Regions from separate parts of the Triticum aestivum genome. Here region 2 is linked to region 1. Evidence: chromatin contacts called from public Hi-C data. All regions are on one chromosome and are shown on one strand. Each heading gives the region's core, a stretch centred on a gene start, on an enhancer-like site or on the middle of the called end of the contact. The rest is flanking DNA. Distances are from core to core; before and after follow the strand shown. Region 1 holds the start of LOC123082563 (receptor-like protein EIX1). Region 2 holds the start of LOC123087486 (probable carbohydrate esterase At4g34215).

Region 1 (5,127 bases), core at 756-3,255:
CTCCTGAATCCATGTCGGCAAAGTCCCAACAAAATGGTTGTGTGCAAGATCAAGAAAGACGAGTTGTTGGCAGTATTGAAGAAATGATGGAAATTCACCCGAGAGGTTGTTGTTTCTCAAGCTTAGATTAAGAATACTCATCATGTCATTTTTGGATGCTTCAACAGAGCAGTTGGGAATTGGTCCAATTAGCTTATTTTCAGAGATATCCAACAGAACTAGTGATCTCAGTTTGCACAACGAAGATGGTATTGTGCCAGAGATGGAGTTGTCAAATAGAATAAGTTTTGCTAGACCAGGTGCTCCAAAGTCTAATGGTAGTGGCCCATCTAAATTATTTCTACTAAGATCCAAGTCGGTTAGACCAATGGGAAGCTTAGGTACCGGGCCATTGAACTGGTTAGAACCTAGATCAATTGTATATGCTGTCATAAATTCCATTGTAGATGGTAAATAGCCTCTAATTTTGTTCTTCCTCATATTTAGAGTATCCAACTTGGAAGCCGTTATCCAAAACCAATCTGGCAAAGTGTCAGATATACTTGTGTTTGAGATAATAAGAATTTCTAGACGTGTTAACCATCTAAGCCATGGCGGGAATTTAGGCCCGAGAAGGCATGACCCAAGTGCAATAGATGTTAGATTGGAAGGAGGAACCCACGTTGAATTCACTGTGAGGGCTATGAAATTATTGGACAACCACAATATCTCCAAGCTTTCTAGGCCTGATAAATGACCTTCATGTATGAAACCATCGAGGTTATTGTTGCTCAGGTCCAATACAGCTAGTTTTGTGAGCTCTCCTATCCATAGTGGCACATGACCAGCGAGCTTGTTAAGACTGAGATCAAGGTAGATCAGATTGCTTAAGGGTTCTAGTTTGATTGGTAGTCTTCCCGTCAAATTGGTAGAATCTACATGCAAGTATGTCAACTTATTCCATGAACAACCAGGCAAGCGTAGGAAGAATTCTGTTATGCTCTCATTGATGTTATTTCCAGATACATATAATTCTTTCAAGCTACATAGGTTTTCCAGGTTTGATGGTATCATGCCCACAAGGTTATTTGAGGATAAATCAATCTTTACTATGGAGGTCATATTACCTATCTCGTCTGGAAATTGGCCATAGAAACCATTCTCTCTGATATCTAGAAACTTAAGGCTGGTCAAACCCCAAAACCAATTGGGTGTGATAGGTCTGTGGAAGCTATTGAAGGAAAGGTCAAGTGTTTCAAGAGAAGTTAGATTTGAAAGCTGAAGTGAACCATAGCTAGGTCTAAGATTGCAACCACTAAGACTAAGAAATTTCAGAGATGGAATCATGTTCACCACCGGAAGCAAGTGAACAACTCTACTGAGGTTCGTGCCGCTCAGGTCCAGGTGCTCTAGGGAAGTTAAGTGTGATAACCAGGTGATATCCATAGAGTATGTGCCATCAGTGCCGGCGAGATTTAAGTATTGTAAGTTGGAGAGGTTACCCAGCTGCGGTGGTATCCTTCCAGTGAAGCTTGACATTGATAGGTCGATATATCTCAACTTGTGGAGAGAACCAAGGAACTCCGGTATTTGCACCCCATAAAAGACATTGCAACTGATGTTGAGATATTGTAGATGTTGTAGACCAAGCAACGAGGAGCTAATGTTGCCTCCTAGCTTCTGCGTCGGCGCGATGAAGTTGGGTTCACAACCAGGGCCCGGGAGATCGAGCTTGACGACATGTCTGTTTATGCTGCTGCAGTGGACGCCCTTCCATTTACAGCAGTCATCTCCCTTCCATGATGAGAGGAAGTTTGTAGGGTCTGTGAGGCCCGCTTTGAAGCCAACAAGCGCGGACCTCTCACCGGCAATACAGCTGGCGACCGTATCGTTTGGGTTGGAAGATAGTGATGATGATGATGACTCTACAAAGCTCTTGCCTCGAGTGAACAACAGCAGGGCAACTAATATCACTATGTGGATATTGGAGAGCAGAAGCTTGCCCATTGGTGCTTTTGACATGGATGTGTGCTCTTCTTGATGTAGGGTATATGCACCATGGTATGCTATATATAGCAGTTTTCCTTTCGAGAATGACTATATATTATATAGCAGTTATGCTAACCAATAGTATATGTTTGGTTGTCTCGTGAAAATAATGAAAGAAAAATCTTAGTTTGTAGTATTATTGAGGTCTCTCTGAAGATGACCTGCCATAAATGTGACTAGAGTTGGGGAGGAAATTTCTACGGGTGAAAACGATACGGCTGGCCCTTCTAGACTGTATTCTGTCCATATTCACAAATTTCCCCTCTTTTTCTTCAAAGACCTAGTAGGGAGTACTGATTGATGGATGCAGTGAGTGCACCAACGTGCTCCTTCCGTTTTCTCCCTTCCACACGTTGATATTTATACCTTATTCTTATTAATAAAGGGATTAGTGCTTCTGCCTGTCTGTCGTCATCCTAATCAGCCTAAGTTGCTAAAAATTACACTGTCCCCGAGGACGCAACCAGTAGAGCCACCACTTGCTTCTGATAGATTGTCGGTCGATAAGAGAAAAGTATCTTACTTGCTCCGCTCGTGATTAAAAAAAGGTCATTGGGCCGAACAAGCCCCAACAATTATGTACTTCACGGGTCTTTTAATCCTCCTCTCCTAAAAAAAGGTATTTTATTCCTCATCCTTTTCTGTTTTTGATTTCAGTTTTGCTAAGTCTCAGTCCACTGAGACTTCGTTATGTCTCAGTCGATGCCATATTCCTTTGATTTTGCATGGAGATCCGTACAATTTTTTTTTTCAATTTTCCTTTTATATACTATGTCACTTGAATGAGACTTAGTAAAATCTCAGTCGAGACCTAAGCACACCCTTTGGATTTCTAAGAATTAGCAACTGATGCATGCATCGTCTAAAAGAAGTTAATGCAACCCCGTTACCTTTTACTGCTGCATGCACTAATAACTAAGCAGTGGAAGTATATGGTCAGTTGCAACACAACTGAACCAATCGAACTTGGTTTAATTTAATTTTGGTTTGTTCGAACAAAACCAAACTGACTGATCTTAATTAACTTGCATGAGTGTCGGCTCATGATTTTTTGAATGACAAGATTATCATGTATGCATTAATTCATTTTATCGAGGATGACACATGCATCAGATGAAGGTGAGACGGTGGTGATGCTCAGCATAATTACAAGTAATTATGAGTGTGCGTAGGGACGAGGTATCACCGACGAGGAGAACCGACGACACAGGTGTAATTGGATCAGGGTGCATGAGTGTGGGTACGGCTCATGCACAAAATGTAGTAGATGAGAAAGGGGTGACGTCTAGAAGTATATATAATAAGTCCACACAATTACAAATCGAAGCAAGAAGGGGGTCGTGAATGCGGCGTTCTAGCTAGAGTGTGATGACAAAGCCCATTGCCTTGAAATTAATCACGTCCATCATGAATAGGCGGACCACGTGATCACCAATCCACAAGGTGTCGAAGAGAAGAAGTGATAACAAGGGTGTTGGAGGATGTTTTTTGGACTCTCATGCCTTAAAAACACCTCGTGCCCAAAAATAAGGCTGCTATTAGAGATGCTCTTACTTTGTACAGTAGATCAAAACACCTTGTCAGTCATCTGAATTGTGTGTAGAAATCAAGGTTCAGAATAAAATCATAGCCATCCCAGTCCCAGTCCTGTAATATCACTTGAGTTCAGACTTCAGAATGAAATCGTCCGAATGAATTCTGGCTGTGGACAATCCCAATCGTGCAAATCCAACCTAAACAGACAAGGTGCGCTTGCATTCTGGCAAATTTGCTTATCTGAAGAAGTCTGAAACCTGTACAATGTTTCTCTAGTGAAGAAATTGCATGTGCGTGCAGTATAATGTGTCGACTGAAAGAACAAAATCCTTTCGTCTTTTGTTTGGTTGCCAAAAATCCTAGCCCTATTTATAAACATGATGAATTGGATTTAAGCTTAGAATGAGATGTGGCAGGAAATACACTTTGGTTCCTGGTTGTAGATACACCCTATATGGGGATTTGTTTTTAATAATTAAACAAAAAGTCAAAATAGTTAAGAACTATTTTTAGAATAAACTTGACTTACTTTTGCACTAGTATATAAATTTTCATGGAAAAAAAACAATGTTGACTTCACAGCAAAAAAGACAAAATTTATTTGCTATTATAGGTCACTATTCACACTATTTTGGCCAAAAATTTGTCTTTTTTGAAAAGAAGTCAAATGAGGATTTTTATTTTTGAAAATTTTCTCACGAGTACAATGAAAGGTCAAGTTTAGGTTGGAAGATAATAAGAATTTCTAGACGTGAGGCCTGCTTTGAAGCCGACAAGAAATTTCTACAGGTGAAAAGGAAACTGCCGTCCATTCTAGACGGAATTCCATCCATGTTCAGACTGCTGACTGAATGAGGAGCACAGCAAACGACGACCTGGGTGCGATGACTTGGAATTCCAGGCATCAAGGTTGTTTTCGCGTTGCCGTATATGGGAAGTGAATGAAAGCATCAGAACCACATACATACCTCAAGGTGAGTGATGCAGATCATATCCTCTCGAATTATTTGTGCAGAACGAATGAGCTCACCAGAAAATCACCATTTCTTTTGCGGTTCATTGCTTGCGATTGCGATTGATGTGCACAATCAGTCAAGCATGCAATTTCCGTGGCATGTGCGCAACGTACCACTTTGATTCTGAGTTTCAGGAACCTGCTATTTACAACGACAAACCCACGTTGATTGATGAACTGACATTCACTCACTCACTTGCAGGCCGAACAAGGAATGAAACAGGACGACACGCCATACATGACCAGGTTCTACGACTGCTGCGGTGCTGAGGACCCTGACGCCCCCAGCTTCCACCTCTCCTATCTTTCTGAACAAACATGGTGACTATGCATTATTTCAGTAAAATTTGTTTGACTGAACAAGTCTGAAACCTGTTCTAGTGTCAGCGTATAATGCATCGAGTGATATGATCTTTAAAATAAAACCGTTTTGCTAAAATATCCTTTGTGTTTGACACTCTTTTACATACTAAATTCTGTCTCTCGGAAATTCTAGTCCTATCTGAACAGACACCCGAGATATGGGTTGGGTTCAGAGATATGCCAAA
Region 2 (5,127 bases), core at 857-3,356, 150 kb after region 1:
AACCTGCATGCCGTTGTGTGGAGATGGGAATATTTTTTGGTACATTCAGCAGCGGGACCCGATATAAAAAAATTTGGAAGCACTTGATGAATGTACCAAGGAATGGAATCTGAATTTTGGGATCCTTCTGCTATTTACGGCAACACGGCAAAGCAGAGCAATGAGTAAAAGCAGAGCACATGAGGACTGCAGGAGACCACTGGTCCGTCCGTCCATCACTGCGTGCTGCGGAAATCATTACACCTGCACATGCCTTGTTTGCCATGACATTTCTCTCGGCCTGCAACAGTTGCAACTGCAATTCAGATTCCAATTGAATGTGCAATGCATCTCTTGCAGCCGGTCACTCATCTGCACTGCACTGCACTGATTGGCTGTGTGATTGCACACACCATGCCATTTTTCAGTAAACTCATAAATAAATTTGAGAATGTTGGAGTCGATTAATGTAGCTCAGCTGCCTTCACATTTACAGGCAAAAGAGGGAAGAATACAATGCATAAATCATACTCCCTCCATTCCACAATGTAGTGCTTCCTCTATCCCCGTGCTTCAACTTTGACCGTAAATTTAACTACCAAGACCGATTGCGGCGGGAGCAAAAATTATATCAGTGAATTCGTATTTGAAAGAAGTTTCCAATTATATAATTTTTTCTCCCGCCGCAGTTGGTCTCGTTGATTAAATTTATGGTCAAAGTTGAACCTCAGGAAGCGCGGTCGCACTATATTTTGAAAGGGAGAGAGTACCTACTAATGGCAGCAATAATCTACTCCCTCCGTTCCAAAATAGATGACCCAACTTTGTACTAAGGTTAGTACAAAGTTGGATCATCTATTTTGGAACGGAGGGAGTAGTATTCAGTGGCAACCTTTGGGAGCCTGACATACGGAGTACATGGTATACTGCTGCTGCTACAGACTAGTATAAATTAAGCAGAATCATTCATTAGCCACTTAATCTGTCATCCATCACACTAATCATCAGCAAACTCTCCAATGATGGTATGGCCTAGTATCAATCAAACTAAACAATAATCCAGGTGCTTATTAGTAGTAATCAGGCAGGCACACGCACTAGTAAGCAATCATGGTCACTGGATCATCGATCAGTGGAGCGTGGCGACGTAGGCGTCGGCGAGCATCTTGCCGAGCCGGACCTGCGCCGCGGTGGTGAGGTGCGTGAAGTCGTTGGCGACGGGGAGGCCCATGGCGTCCACGTACCTGAGGTTGGGCGCCCGCACCGCCCGCTGCGCCTTCCGCACCAGATCCACGAACTTGCCCTGCCCCGTCGCGATCCCGACCTGCACCAAAACATCATGGAGTGAGCGGTGGCGCATTCATTTGGCAGATCAATGGAGTTGCACTGGCCGGAGCATCGAACCTGGATGACGAGGAGGTTTGGAATGCCGAGGTCCCGCCGGACATCCCGGATCAGAGCCTCCATCCGCCCCGTGTAGGCCAGCGCGTCCTCGCGCCGGATGGTGTCGGTCTCGCCCTGGAACCAGAGCATGGCCGCGATCCTGCCCTTGCCATTGGCCCCGGCGACGGCGGCGCGGGCGCGGGTGAGCATGCGGTCGTAGAGGTGGGAGCCGCGGGACCAGTTGGCGATGGGGGTGCCGCCCTGCGCGCAGGGGACGAGGCCCACGACGGCGCCCTTGGGGCACGCCGGGGCGCGGAGCAGCGCGTGCGCGAACGGCATGCCCGGGCCGACCCCCAGCACGTTGCCCACGTCGATGCCGGAGTGCAGCGGCTCCCGGGCCTCCTCCCAGCGCAGGGCGGGGGAGAGGCGGAGCGTGCGCGGCGAGGGGGCGCACTCCCGCGGCACCACGCCGTCCCAGCGGTTGTTGAGGGTGGCACCGCCCCGGCCGCCCATGTTGGACTGGCCCGCCAGGATGAACACCAGCGTCGGCGTCCTCCCAGCTCCGGCGCCCACGGCCGTGGCCGCGAGCAGGGCGAGCAGCAGCAGGATGGACGGCATTGCCGGCGCCGCAGCTGGTTGCATCTCACGGAGACGGAGCTAGTTGCTCGCACTCACTGGTGACGGAGTGGCAGTGATGATGGCGCCGTTGGAGAGGATATTGGTGTACGATATGGTGGTAATAAATACGGCGCGTCGGGTTTGTTGGAGGAAAAGTTATGTGGATGCGGTGCGGTGGACGTACTAGGACAACAGTGAAAAGAGTGAGTGAGTGACGGTGGTGGGCATGGCGTGCAGGTGCACCCCTTTTTGGTTTGTTGTCTGACGGTGCATGTGTTGTGCGCCTGTCACGCGCGCGTCAAATGAGCTGTCGGAATTTGGATGTTTACTCTGGTGCAGTGTTGGTGCACAAGACGCGTACGTACTGGAGCAGCAGTGAGTGTTCGAGGGAGGAAGCGAAGCAGTGAGTGTTGGAGGGAGCAGCAGTGAGTGTTGGAGGGAGGAATTCGACCTAGCGGGCGCTGATTTTGGCGCTCCAATGCGCGGGAAAGGTTCGCGCGCGCGCCGCGGCCGGTGCTCCCTCCACACTCTGTCGGCCGCCCACTCTCGCCGCCTCTGTGCCATCATGTCGATCCGCCGCCTGGGCGCTTCGGATTTTTGCGGAGTCCGCGAGCCCGCTCCGGCGCCTTCTCCGCCGACAACTGGTTTCGCGAGAAACGTCTCATCCTTGCCACCTTCGACACCGCAGAGGAGGCGGCCCGCGCGCTCGACGCGGCGGCGTGGCACCTCCTAAGGCCTCGTCGGGATATGAATTTTCCCAACGTGTCGAGCCAGCGGGCGCAGGATCTGGCGCCTCTCCCGCGGCTTTTCACCGACGAGGATCGTCGTGTCCACCGGAGGCGGCAGCGTCGCCTCGCCATCGTAGGGAAGGACGTGGAAGCCTTGGTGGTGTGGCACGGAGGCTTCCCGCAGGACATCGTCGACGAGCGCCAGGTCTACAAGCAATTGAGATCGGAGAGGGACGCGAGGAGGAGGGAGCGAGCCGCCTATCGGGAGGACAAGTGTTCGCGAAAGCAGGCAACTCAATTGAAACTGAAGCTACGAAAAACGGCGGGTTGGGACTTTGAAGACGAGGCGTATGCTGACGCCTACATTCAGACATCGGAGGAGGACATTACCGAGTCAGAGTCAGAAATCGACGAGTAGTGGTCTTTTCTTTTTATCTATGTACGCTAGAATTATCTATGTATCCATTTTTATCTGAAAAAATGGTCGGCGACGTAGTAGGCGGGCGAAGGTGTGAATCCAATATGCCACCGATCAGCGGACCCGGTGAAGAAAGAGGGCGAGCGCGCGCGTCCGTCTTTTGTCCGCGTCGATGCAAATCAGACTCAAAAATAGGTCGGGAATGGGTCGGCAGGCGGACGAAAACGGACGCGCGTCCATTTGTTCGGCGCATTTGCCCGGTTTTTTTGTCCGCGTCGACCCAAACAAACGGCCGCGGACGAAATGGATCGCCCCATTGGAGTTGCTCTAACAGCGAGGCATTGGTGATTGGGCAATCTAAACAAAAATCGAGTACTTTCATTTATTTATTTCACCTTGAAAATCAAATTTGCTCCCCAAACTTTGCCCAAACCCACTGCCTCACTAGATCTTCTTTTGAGCACCTACTCCACGTTCAATAGACGCGGAGCTCCTAGTCGGCGCCTTATGCCCTAGCCAGGAGTTCTGGCGCCCACTAGCGTATAGCAATAGGCCGGCCCATTACCTACTAGCGATGCAGCCTCTCTCCTGGCCACATTTGGTTCCTCGGTCAACTGTTGACTTCAAAAAACATAATTTTCAAAGAAAATCCTCAAAAAAATCAAAGTTAATCCTGGATTTAAAAAATGTTCATTTTTTTTAAAATATAACAAACTGCAAAAAAGTTCACAAATTTGAAAAAAAATCACAAATCTGAGAAAAGTTCACGCATTTAAGAAAAACAAAAAAGAACAAGAACAACAAAAAAGAAACTGACCATTGAACTGAGAAAAACCGGTTTTGGAAGCTTCCCAAAACCGGGGGCTTCCCGAACTGAAGAGAATAAAAGGAAAAAATAAGTTAGCGGGCACAAACGGTCGAGATGTCCTACAGTAGTTACCGCGGTATACTCTAAACAAAGAGGTCTCGTGTTTGAATCCGTCGCGAGCACCCTTTTTATGAAGTTTAACAGAAACGAAGAAACGTAAATGGACAAGCCCAACATCGAGGGAGCGGGGGTGCGCCCTGTACCATTATGCCTATTACGGGCCGCCTCCCTAGAGCACACACTAATCGTTGTTGTGTCTAATAGAGATACTGCACGAACATTGGAAGCATTCCAGCCTATTTCACTGCAGAATTGCCCAGTTATATCAATTGGAAAAAAAAATATCAATTGAAAAATCTCTCACAAACAAAAACCCTACATAGGCATGAGGCCCACCATGGCGTCCTTGGGGCATGCGGAGCAGCGTAAGTGTGAACAGTAGCTTAATGGAATCCCGAGCAAAGTGTTCAATGGAATCCAACTCGTGGAAAAGGTTTGGCTTGTGCAGTTAAACGCAAAGAGCTTAATGGAATCTAGCTCTTGAAAAAGGTTTGGTAGAGTTACTCCATGAGTACAACAATTCTTATCCTGTAGGTCAAAATGGTTGGTTGAGTGAGGCTTGGACTAGGATGGCAAAAATATTCCATACAAAAGTTCACAAAGATTCAAGTTTAAGAAAAGCAGAAAGAGATGAAGAGAGAGTAAATGCTTCTCAAGAAAACCCGGAAACAAATTGGTGCTAGTTTTAACTTCCACACATAGCTGATTGAAGCCGACTCATTTCTTCGGAACAATATGATCACCATAACTTCTATTTTACCTAATTTCATCTTTCCAACTTGTAATTTGCATTCCAAGTTTACCATAATGCATGTTCACCATAAGTTATATTCAATGTTATCATAATGCATGTTCGAGTATTCATTTTCTTATATCATCCTCATGACTAAAAAATAGTATTCATTTTTTTATATTCATCCTCATGACTAAAAATTAGGAATTTTTTAACCATACTGTTTTCTCCATTTGTTTTGATAAGTTACCTTTTGATAATAAGTTCAACGATAATGTATCGTTGCCAAAATGTATATTAATTATTTGTTAATTTAAGTAAATTTTGCAGATCAGTTGGA

Evidence for each region. Hi-C and Micro-C count contacts between places; a contact is called where the count stands out from the background.
Region 2: a Hi-C map of leaf shows a contact between it and region 1, with 1.9 times the contacts expected there. The contact joins the promoter of LOC123087486 here to the promoter of LOC123082563 in region 1. A contact is called at or near these places in 2 of 5 Hi-C or Micro-C datasets (both in leaf).

Annotation. Positions count from the first base shown.
Region 1 is chr4A:606,174,008-606,179,134 of IWGSC CS RefSeq v2.1, forward strand. It overlaps LOC123082563 (receptor-like protein EIX1), which reads right to left and starts at 2,006. Exons shown (of 1, transcript XM_044504872.1): 1 at 1-2,006. The coding sequence starts at 2,001.
Region 2 is chr4A:606,321,707-606,326,833 of IWGSC CS RefSeq v2.1, forward strand. LOC123087486 (probable carbohydrate esterase At4g34215) reads right to left here and starts at 2,107. Exons shown (of 2, transcript XM_044509502.1): 1 at 1,384-2,107; 2 at 928-1,303. The coding sequence starts at 2,004. The coding sequence ends at 1,109.